2 separate regions of the Sus scrofa genome follow, and region 2 is linked to region 1. Evidence: chromatin contacts called from public HiChIP or PLAC-seq data. All regions are on one chromosome and are shown on one strand. The core of a region is the stretch at or near the end of the contact, and the rest is flanking DNA. Distances in the headings are between cores, read along the strand shown. Region 1 holds the start of NUS1 (dehydrodolichyl diphosphate synthase complex subunit NUS1). Region 2 holds the start of DCBLD1 (discoidin, CUB and LCCL domain-containing protein 1).

Evidence for each region. HiChIP or PLAC-seq counts read pairs in DNA pulled down with a chosen protein or histone mark.
Region 2: a contact with region 1 is called in an H3K27ac HiChIP or PLAC-seq map of alveolar macrophages. The contact joins the promoter of DCBLD1 here to the promoter of NUS1 in region 1. A contact is called at or near these places in 1 of 47 Hi-C or Micro-C datasets (heart right ventricle) and 1 of 2 datasets of contacts at active chromatin or transcription factors (alveolar macrophages).

The regions. Positions count from the first base shown.
Region 1 is chr1:44,183,937-44,188,606 of Sscrofa11.1, reverse strand. It overlaps NUS1 (dehydrodolichyl diphosphate synthase complex subunit NUS1), which reads left to right and starts at 2,383. Exons shown (of 5, transcript XM_001928072.7): 1 at 2,383-3,012. The coding sequence starts at 2,598.
Region 2 is chr1:44,371,235-44,375,904 of Sscrofa11.1, reverse strand. DCBLD1 (discoidin, CUB and LCCL domain-containing protein 1) reads left to right here and starts at 2,193. Exons shown (of 15, transcript XM_005654388.3): 1 at 2,193-2,422. The coding sequence starts at 2,311.

The DNA of each region.
Region 1 (4,670 bases), core at 1,134-3,633:
ATCCTTAACCCACTAAGCAAGGCCGGGGATTGATCCCGTATCCTCACAGAGACAATGTCTGGTCCTCAACCTGCTGATCCACAGTAGGAACTCCAACATTTTTTTCCTTAATATTGTCATTCTTTATGCTTCAAGATCCAGCAGCTAAACTTAGACCAGGCCTCTGTATTTTTACTTAGTGAGGCTTTTACCTTTTAATGAGAAAATGATCCATTTTAAGGGCTATTTGTATTAGTTTAACCACAAGATTACGATTGTTGATAATGAGAAATGTAGTAAATGATAATGTACTTTGTAGGAAAAAACCCGAAATTGTCTCATTTTTCTGCAGTAGATTAAATTACTGAGCTCTCTACTGACCAGACATTACGCTAAACACTTTGTGTACACTATTGCCCTAGTCCTTACAACAATCAAATGAGGACTGGAATAGCATCACCTCAAAAGGTACCATTTCCACACTATAGAGAAGGATACAGGGAAAGGAGTAAGGATGAGTTAGCTGAAAGGCTCTTCCTTAGAGTCCAGACACTTACACATTAACCTAACAGTTTTCTTTTCTGTAAAACTGAGATAGTTCCATCTGACCTACACAGGTCATATGCTTGGTTGTAAAGATTAAGTTAACTTTAAAATATTTTTGTAAACTGAAAAGAAATCAAACACTATTCCCATCATGTTTGGGACTTAATATCTTTCTGAGGCTGTGGAATTCTTTCTGCATTTTTCTGTTCATGGAATTCGAGGAGTTTAGATATGTTTAAGAAATCCAAAATTTGTATTCCGAAACCTTAAAGCTCCTAAAAGTGCCACATTTTATTCCTTTTTTTGGAGGAGGGGGGAATAACAAAATAAGAAATCATTCAGAAAAGAAAGAAGTTCATAAACTTCTTTGGATTGAATGTATATACATATATCAGGACACCATAGTGCAGTTTTCCTTTTATTGTCCCAGAATTGTGGTTGACAATAAAAGGCAATGAATGAATCTGCCTCCTTCTCAGTGCAGAATTCCAGGCAGAAATGGGAGCAACCCCTGGGCATTGTCATTCCTAGCCTACTAGATGCCAAAGAAGAGAAGTGGGCTTCCTTCTCTTCCCGGAGTTCCCGTCGTGTCTCAGGGGTTAACGAATCCGACTAGGAACCATGAGGTTGAGGTCTTGCTCAGTGGTAAGGATCCAGCATTGCCGTGAGCTGTGGTGTAGGTTTCAGACGCGGCTTGGATCCCGCGTTGCTGTGGCTCTGGCGTAGGCTGGCAGCTACAGCTCCGATTGGACCCCTAGCCTGGGAACCTCCATATGCCTCGGGAGTGGCCCCCAAAAGGCAAAAAGACAAAAAAAAAAAAAGAGAGAGAACATCAGAGAAATGTGGCAAGTTGTCAGCTGGGGATGGGCGCGCACGCGGGGGCAGGGGTGTCTGTGGAGTATGTAGCCTAATTTCTTTCTTTCTTTCTTTCTTTTTGCTTTTTAGGGCCGCACCTGTGGCATGCGGAAGCTCCCAGGCTAGGGGTCCAATCCGAGCTACAACTGCCGGTCTATGCCACAGCCACAGCAACGCCAGATCCTTAACCTACTGAGCGAGGCCAAGGACAGAACCCGAAACCTCATTGTTCCTACTCTGATTCATTTCCACTGTGCCAGGACAGGAACTCCAGATTGGCTGTGTAAAAACGATGATACCACACTTTACATCAAACAGAGATGGTGGCTGAGGTCAATCGAGCTGGTAGTTACAATCGCTGAATGAATGAATGAATGAATGAATGAATGAAATGACTGGAGTGACTGGAGTGGCAGGCGATGGAGCTCTCTTTTAAGTACTAAGCAATGAATAGCCTGTAAGGATACCATTTGGCGAGGAATGGCGTGGGCAGAAAGCAGTGTTTCAGGAAGATTACCTTTAATTCAGGAACAATATCCTCATTGCCATTCTTGGAAGAATTAGCCTCAGCTAAAAGGTTTGACCAAAGACCTCTCTACAGGACACACTTTTTTGCCTCAGCATACATTTCCTTTTGGAAACCGTGGTTGACCTCCAGCACCAACACTTACTGAGGGCTACTTTTTTACCCTCAGGTTCTTTCCGGCATTTAAAATTTCCAATCCATCTGAGCCATTTTCACTCCATGGGAGCCGTTTCCCGTTTCTGGCGAGTCTGCGAGAACAGACAGTATAATAAGACTCCCAGGACCCAACACCCAGTCCAACTAAGAAGACCCGCTCGGGAGGGGGAGGGTGGGATCCTGCTCCTCACCCTCCACACTTGTAGGGGGCGCTGTCCGTCCTCCGCCCATCTAGTTCGCAGGCGCACGCCCTCCCTCCAGTCGTCAGGCTAGGCCACATCCTCCGACCTAGAGGCCGCGTCAGAGTTCCACGCCGACCAATCAGAACTGTCCATGTACTAGCTGGGGCGGGGCTGCCGAGGTAGGAGGAAGATGGCGGCGGGGGCGAGATGAGGTGTTGGCAGTAGAAAGGGGTTCGGCTGCGGGGGGCGGGGAACGCGGAGCAATGGCCCGCGCCGGCCGCAGGGCCGGATAAAAAGCGGTCGCGCCGCGGGTGTGGGAGGGAGAAGGGAGGACGCCCGGGCGCCACGAGAGTATGACGGGGCTGTACGAGTTGGTGTGGCGGGTGCTGCACGCTCTGCTCTGCCTGCACCGCACGCTCACCTCCTGGCTCCGCGTTCGGTTCGGCACCTGGAACTGGATCTGGCGGCGTTGCTGTCGCGCCGCCTCCGCCGCGGTCCTAGCGCCGCTCGGCTTCACGCTCCGCAAGCCCCCGGCTGTCGGCCGGAACCGCCGTCACCACCGGCATCCACGAGGGGGGTCGGCCTCGGCCGCCGCCCACCCACGACTACGCTGGCGCGCGGACTGCCGTTCTCTGGAGAAGCTGCCTGTGCACATGGGCCTGGTGATCACCGAGGAGGAGCAGGAGCCCAGCTTCTCGGACATCGCAAGCCTCGTGGTGTGGTGTATGGCCGTGGGCATCTCTTACATTAGCGTCTACGACCACCAAGGTGAGGCCTGGAGTGGCGATGCCGGGGCGTCTGTGGCCACAGGGACCGCACCTCCCGCAGGTGTACTTGGGGCGCGCCGTTCACCGCAGTTCTCCCGGCTCCGCGAGTTTACCTGTTCCGAAACTCTTAAGGGCAAATTAGGGTGCTAGCGCTTTCGAGGAAGGGAAATAGGCTTAATTGCACACCTATTAAGTCCCTGATTCGCTTTCAGTCGCTTTCTGTGTATTTAAAAATATTTCTTATTCGTTATAACGTCTCAAGAAGGTGGGTAATGTTTGTATACCCTTGTTTCACAACTGAGGGAGCCGAAATCAACAGAACTCACTGATTTGACCAAAGTTAGAAAGGTAGTAATAGGATTGAAATTTTAGCCAGTCTGTGCTTTTCCTCAGTTTTAGCTTTTTGTTACACCGATGTGGTTCTTCAGAGAAGCTCAAGGCACTGTTGGTAAATCACAGCAAGCTGAGGAGGATTTATGTCTAAGCTCAGTGGTTGGGGACAGGTGGCATTTGAAGTGGGCTTATGAAAAGTACGTGGGAGACTGGATAAGAAGAAAGGAAAGTGGTCACTTTCTGTCATCAGAGGTCTGGGATGATGTGGGATCCTCGATCTCTAGTGGCCAAGGCAGTACTTGACACAGTAATTGTCCTCCCATAAGTTTTAGTTGAGAAAATTTTCACCATAGGGAATTTCTGCAGCTACAAAAATTCAACATTTATGGGGAAGCTACAAATCTAAACCACAGTGCTTGGCATCTGCTTGAGATTCTTACATTTAATTCCAAGGACTCTAGACTTGTGGGGAGTAGACACACACTCACATGAGTGGCATGCTCAGTAATAAATGTTAGGAGTGAGTAACTGCTGTGAGAAGGGGGAAGAGAAATTCTGAATGGAGGAACTTGAGAAGTTAATGGAGAGGAGAGGAGATTTAAGCCAGACATTGAAAGAATGAGTAGGAGATAAGGCTGGGGAAGGCTCTGAATGTTAGCTTGGGTTTCAGTTAAATCCTGAAAGCACTGGAAATTCCTAAGAGGGAAGAGTGATTTAGGAGTATTGGTATGAAAGAAGGAAAACTAATGTTTTAGTTTTTGTTCAATAAGTTACTGGTGTGCTTTGCAATTTGGTTTTTAATCTTTAAATCTTTGTCAGATAGGCAGGTGTAAGTGTGAGGTTTTGTTAGGTTAGATTGAGGTCAGATAGTAATTCTTAGAGGGTATTAGAGTAATCTTTGGTTGACTTTTCACCTTCCTTGCAGCCAGCAAGGAATATGATGACTAAGTAGCCTGTCATCATCAAGTGATAATTTACCTTGTAAGGTAAAGTAAATACACTCAGGGGCTGACCTTTTATGAAACTTGACAAAGAACTTGACAGACCAGTAGAAATCACAAGACTGTTAAGAGGTGACACAATCTTTGCTTAAGAAATACTGTCTGGGGGGGGAAATAAGCGAAGCAGAAATGGGAATTAATTAAAGCCATTGAGTAGTGTGGTGAATTGACTTTTAAGTGAATCAGTTATGTCCCGGTGGTGATTTTTTTAACCTTTTGGTAGGGAAGGAAAATGAATAGATAAATATAGTTTCACTTGGTGACTGTGCCTCCTAACACAGATTATAATATTGCCACACTTTCTTGTTCCTCTAACTCTTGTTCC
Region 2 (4,670 bases), core at 944-3,443, 190 kb before region 1:
GAGACCCTCCCACATTTCACATGATAAGCAGTTTTAAAATCCTAGTTTGCAAGATGTTGTAAATGGAGTCTAACAGTCAATTTTTAATGGAAAAATTATAATGCATTATTTAAAAAATCAAAATGGTATCAAGAATAAAGCATGTATACATGCCTAACATAAACGTCTGCGTGGTGGAAGTATACCACCACAGGCTTATTTAATTACATACAAAAATATAATTGATAATCTGGTTGTAGTTTCACATTTTTCTTTCACTATGCTTTTCTTGACTAGAAATTTTCTTTTCTTTTCCAAGAAAAGAATGACATATGAAAACGCTAGTATCCACCTGGCCTTTTTGTTTTCTCAGTTTTGCCACATCCTAAATCTCTCCCCTGGTCTGACTTAGGATTTTGGCATAGAAGAGATGGCTGGATTCCCATCAAGGTATTACTTGAGATGGAAAAGGTCCCCCCCACAACCAGCTCACCTGCCCCCACCTTATGAATTCCTCACTGGTGAACAATGTTTCCATTGTCTTTCTTCATTCATCACCACAGAGCCACACCTGTTAGAGACCAGCAGCTGCCCATACCCACCTCCTTAAAAAGAATGAAAAGGAGAGGGAAAGCTGGAGTTAGGAAATGATTCAGTGACTTTTATGTTTTGTATGCAAGGATAATTAATATGTTCATGGTGTGAATTGCTTTCAATACAAATACGCTAAACCTTTTATTGAGGACCTCTTGTATGCCAGGACTTCAGGCAGTGGCTGATCCTAGATTCAGACTTGGATTGGCCTCATTTCTAAAGACCACGTTAAGTTCTGCCCCCTTGGAGAAAGCAAAATCCCAACGATAATCTCATTTGAAATTTCAGCATTGTTTGTATTTAGTTTGAAACACAGAGGGAAAAGGGAATGCATGTATGAACAGAGTCTATTGAGGGTTTCTAAAGAGCATGTGACGGGCCAATATTGGACCTGGGAGGGGCTGTTGTTTGCTCCCCGCCTCCAATACTTCCTCCCTCTCGGCATCTGCAGGTATAACTGTGGCGCTTGTTACCCAGGAAAACTGCAGGGCGCCGAGCTGTAGCGCGAAGGTTGTGGCACTGAGTGGAGGGCTAGCGATCTGGAGACGTCACAGTATTTAAAATATCTATTTTATCTGTCCTCAGTCATTTCCACGGCTACTTCCCCATTCAACTACTCGCTAAGAGCCTTGTAATTCCCTCTTTCCAACCTGCCTCCCTCCAAGCCCTTCTCCGCTCCCAAGACAATCAGTGTTACTCCTCCTGAGCCTTCCTTGGCTGTTCGTTAATCGGGGGATAAAGTTTAAACATCTTTACGCGGCCTTCCATGGCTCCCCCCCGCCCCCCACGTTCCGGCCAGTGCTCTATGCTCTGGCTTCTACCTCTGGCCATTCTTCCACCTGTTTGCCTTGCTCCGGCTACGAGGGCCTTTTCCCCTCTCAGCTCTTTTGCATACCGTGTCCGTTCGTTCTCTTGTCCCCCGCCCTCGCTGTTTTCCCAAGTCCCATTCACTCTCACATAAATGCCGCTTTTTAGATGAGGCTTCTTCTGACTTCTACCTGCAGTCTCGTCACCTGCCATCTAATTAGGTGTTACTGAATGTGCTCCACTAGCACTTTTCATCACCGATTGCAATTTGCATTGCATACTTGCCTGATTATTTTCAATGTCGGCAAGTGTCACAAAGTTTAGCACCGTGCCTGGGAGGCACACTTTTGGAACCTCGTAACTTTTGAATGAATAAATGGAGGAACTTGGACTAGATCTTGTCACCATCATCATCCTATGGTGACAGTATTTCGAGTTCCCCAGTGCTACTGTCAAGGGCATGCCAAAGCCCTGGAGGAGAGTAGCCTTTCTGGCGCGCTCACCACGCGCTCAAGCACTCGGGGGAAGACCCAGGCAGCTCCGGACAGGTCTGAAGGCCAGGAGTCCTCGTGGCTCCCAGGTTCACGTGCACTGGGGGAGAAGGGGCGGAGGAAAAGGGAGGAGTGAAGCAGCGAGCGCCGGGTACTTAGAGGGGAGCGCAGACGGCGCCCGGTACGCCTCCGCCCTGGCGGCCAGCCGCCGCCCGGGAGCGACTTCCTCCTCGGGGGCTGGCTAGCAGGGCGGAGCGGGAGACGCCCCTGACGGGCTGGGCCCCGGGCCGCCCCAATGAGATTCGGTGCCGGCCCGAGGCTGCGTCCAGTCCCGGCGCCGCGCTTGGCCGCGGAGGAGGCGGCCCGGCCCGGGCGGCGGCGGCGGCGCTGCGCGCGCCGAAGGAAAACGGAGCCTGCCAAGGTGGCGCCCGGCAGGGCCATGGTGGCCGGCGCCCGCGGCGGCTGCGCGACGGCGGGGGCTGCCCGGCGGGGCTTCCTGGCTCTGCTGCTCGCGGTCTCCGCGCCGCTCTGGTTGCAGGCGGAGAAGTTGGGTGAGTGGAGCGCGGCGGGCGGGCGGCGGGCTGGGCCTGTAGGGACCGCGCGCGGGAGGAAGTCGGAGTAGCCGCTTGCGCCCTGTGGAGTCCGGCTCTCTCTGGGCGGCAGCAGTTCGAGTATAAAATAAGTTACTGCGCTCCGACTGCTCCCCACCAAACTTACTCCTTAGCCCCCAAACAGGAGAGTCAACTTGGCCCTCCCCGCCCTCTCTCTTTGCAGCCCCTCTCATTTAATTTCCAGACTTCCTGACTCCGCCGCCCCCCGGAGAAGTGACTTGGCCTAGGGGGCGCGAGCTGACGACCCCGGCCGCCTTAGGCGAGAGTCCTGTACCGGAGTCCTAGCCTCCTTTTGACAGAGCTGCCTAGCACTTGGGGCGGCCGGGCCATCCCGGTCGCCTCTCGCCCCTGCGCGGCTGGAATCCTAGCGTGTGCGTTTGCGGCTTGCACTGAGTGGTCGGGAAATGATTTCCCGAGGTCTGCCGGGGAAGCCAGCAGCCCCACCGCGCCGCCTCCCACGAGTGAGCTGCTTGCGTCCCAACTCGGAACCCTGTGGCTCGGTTCCTTCTTGGGCGTTTGAGTGAATCAGCTCCCGACTAGGCTGATCTTTCTATGGACCTGGTCCTTGGTTTCAAGTTGGACCTAATTAGTCCACAGTCGAGTTTACTGAGGTAAATCCACCAGATGAAAGCAGTAAGCCGTTTTACCAGCCGTAGGCAGATCGTTTTAATTCTTTATTGATCGCAAGGGGTAGCTTTGTGCTGGGTTTTCAGTTCTTGTTTCCCTCCTCCCCTACTTTTGCCCCTCTACAATGGAGGTTACTGAATGGCAGTGCATTTATCCAGAATATTTCGATTGCCTCCCCTCCCCCGCCCCGTGCCTTCTAATGAGACAAAAATCAAAACTAAGCCAAATGCTGCCATTTTTTCCCCCTGAACCATGTATCCGTTTCCAGTCTGAAACATTGATACTCAAGATGTTGGTAGTGCTTCCTAAATTAGCCTCCATACCGATTTGTTAGGAAAAGAAAAAAAAAAAAAAAAGGCAGTTTAGACAAAATATTTTGGCACTGTAGCAGAATGCTAGACGTTTCGTAAAATATTGATAAATATGTATGCTTTTATTAAATATGTAGGATTTTGATATGGATCTTTTAAGCACTTAAAAAATGTTTCTCAAGTCACTGTTTGAAGATGCACTTTCAATATTGTACATCTATGAATAGAGCCACCTATATATATGTCCCTGTACTAATCTGGCGGAAACTGTCCTCCATTTTTTCCCCAGTGAAGTTTCAGATGCATCCAGGCTGTTAACTGAGTGCTTTATAGAGTAGTTCTCTGGGAAGAAGTGTGATTGCTTAGATTCTTAGAGCTTCAAATTTGAGACTTGACTGCACATGATTGTTGGAAAAAGATGTTGTCATGTTTCCATGAAGCATCCTATATATTTAGGATGTTAAATATTCAATCAGAAGTAAAACTTAGATTTGGCACATTTACTGGGAAAAATCTCCTAGAGACTTGAGTTTTGACACCTCTTGAGTGAAGAGGCATGATCAATGGTTTTTGAGTATATCTCACATCTGTGTGATTTTTCCAGTTAGCCCTTGGTCTCTTCTTTTTCAAGCTTCCATAAATTTAAGCATGTACACCCACTTTAGGTTTGGAGATATGCTACTGGATATGTAGTTGGATGGTGGTCATAAGTGATACTAGTGCTCTCAACATTAGGAACGTAAGAGGATAGGCTTAGCCTAACAGTCTGGGTTTGGTGAGAAGACACCATTTGTTACGTTTTACCCTCATCATTCTTAGAGGCAGCTTAATGTGGTACTTCTTGGCTCCCCAACCTGCCTGATCACCACACTGTCCAGACGCATTATAAAGCCCCAGCCCCACATTGTGAATCAGAGTGTCCAATGGGTGGGGCCTGGAAATATGTACTTTTAAAAAGTTCCCACAGGTGATTCTGATTCAGGTCATCTTTGAGATGGTGGAAACATCTGATAATGTGAGGGTTATGATAAAGTGCTACTACTGTCTGTCATAGACAATTTAATATTAGACTTTTATTCATTGTGTTGTGTTTCAGGAAACAAATGGGATAAATTAATCTGAATATTTAAAAGCCCATTCAATGAAATTCTTCAAACTTTTAAAGTCAGAGTCTAGGCCCCATGAAGCTATCTTGGTTCCTTTGTAGGGCTGCTGCTTGCCTATATGGTGTTTTTGAGCAATTTTATTTC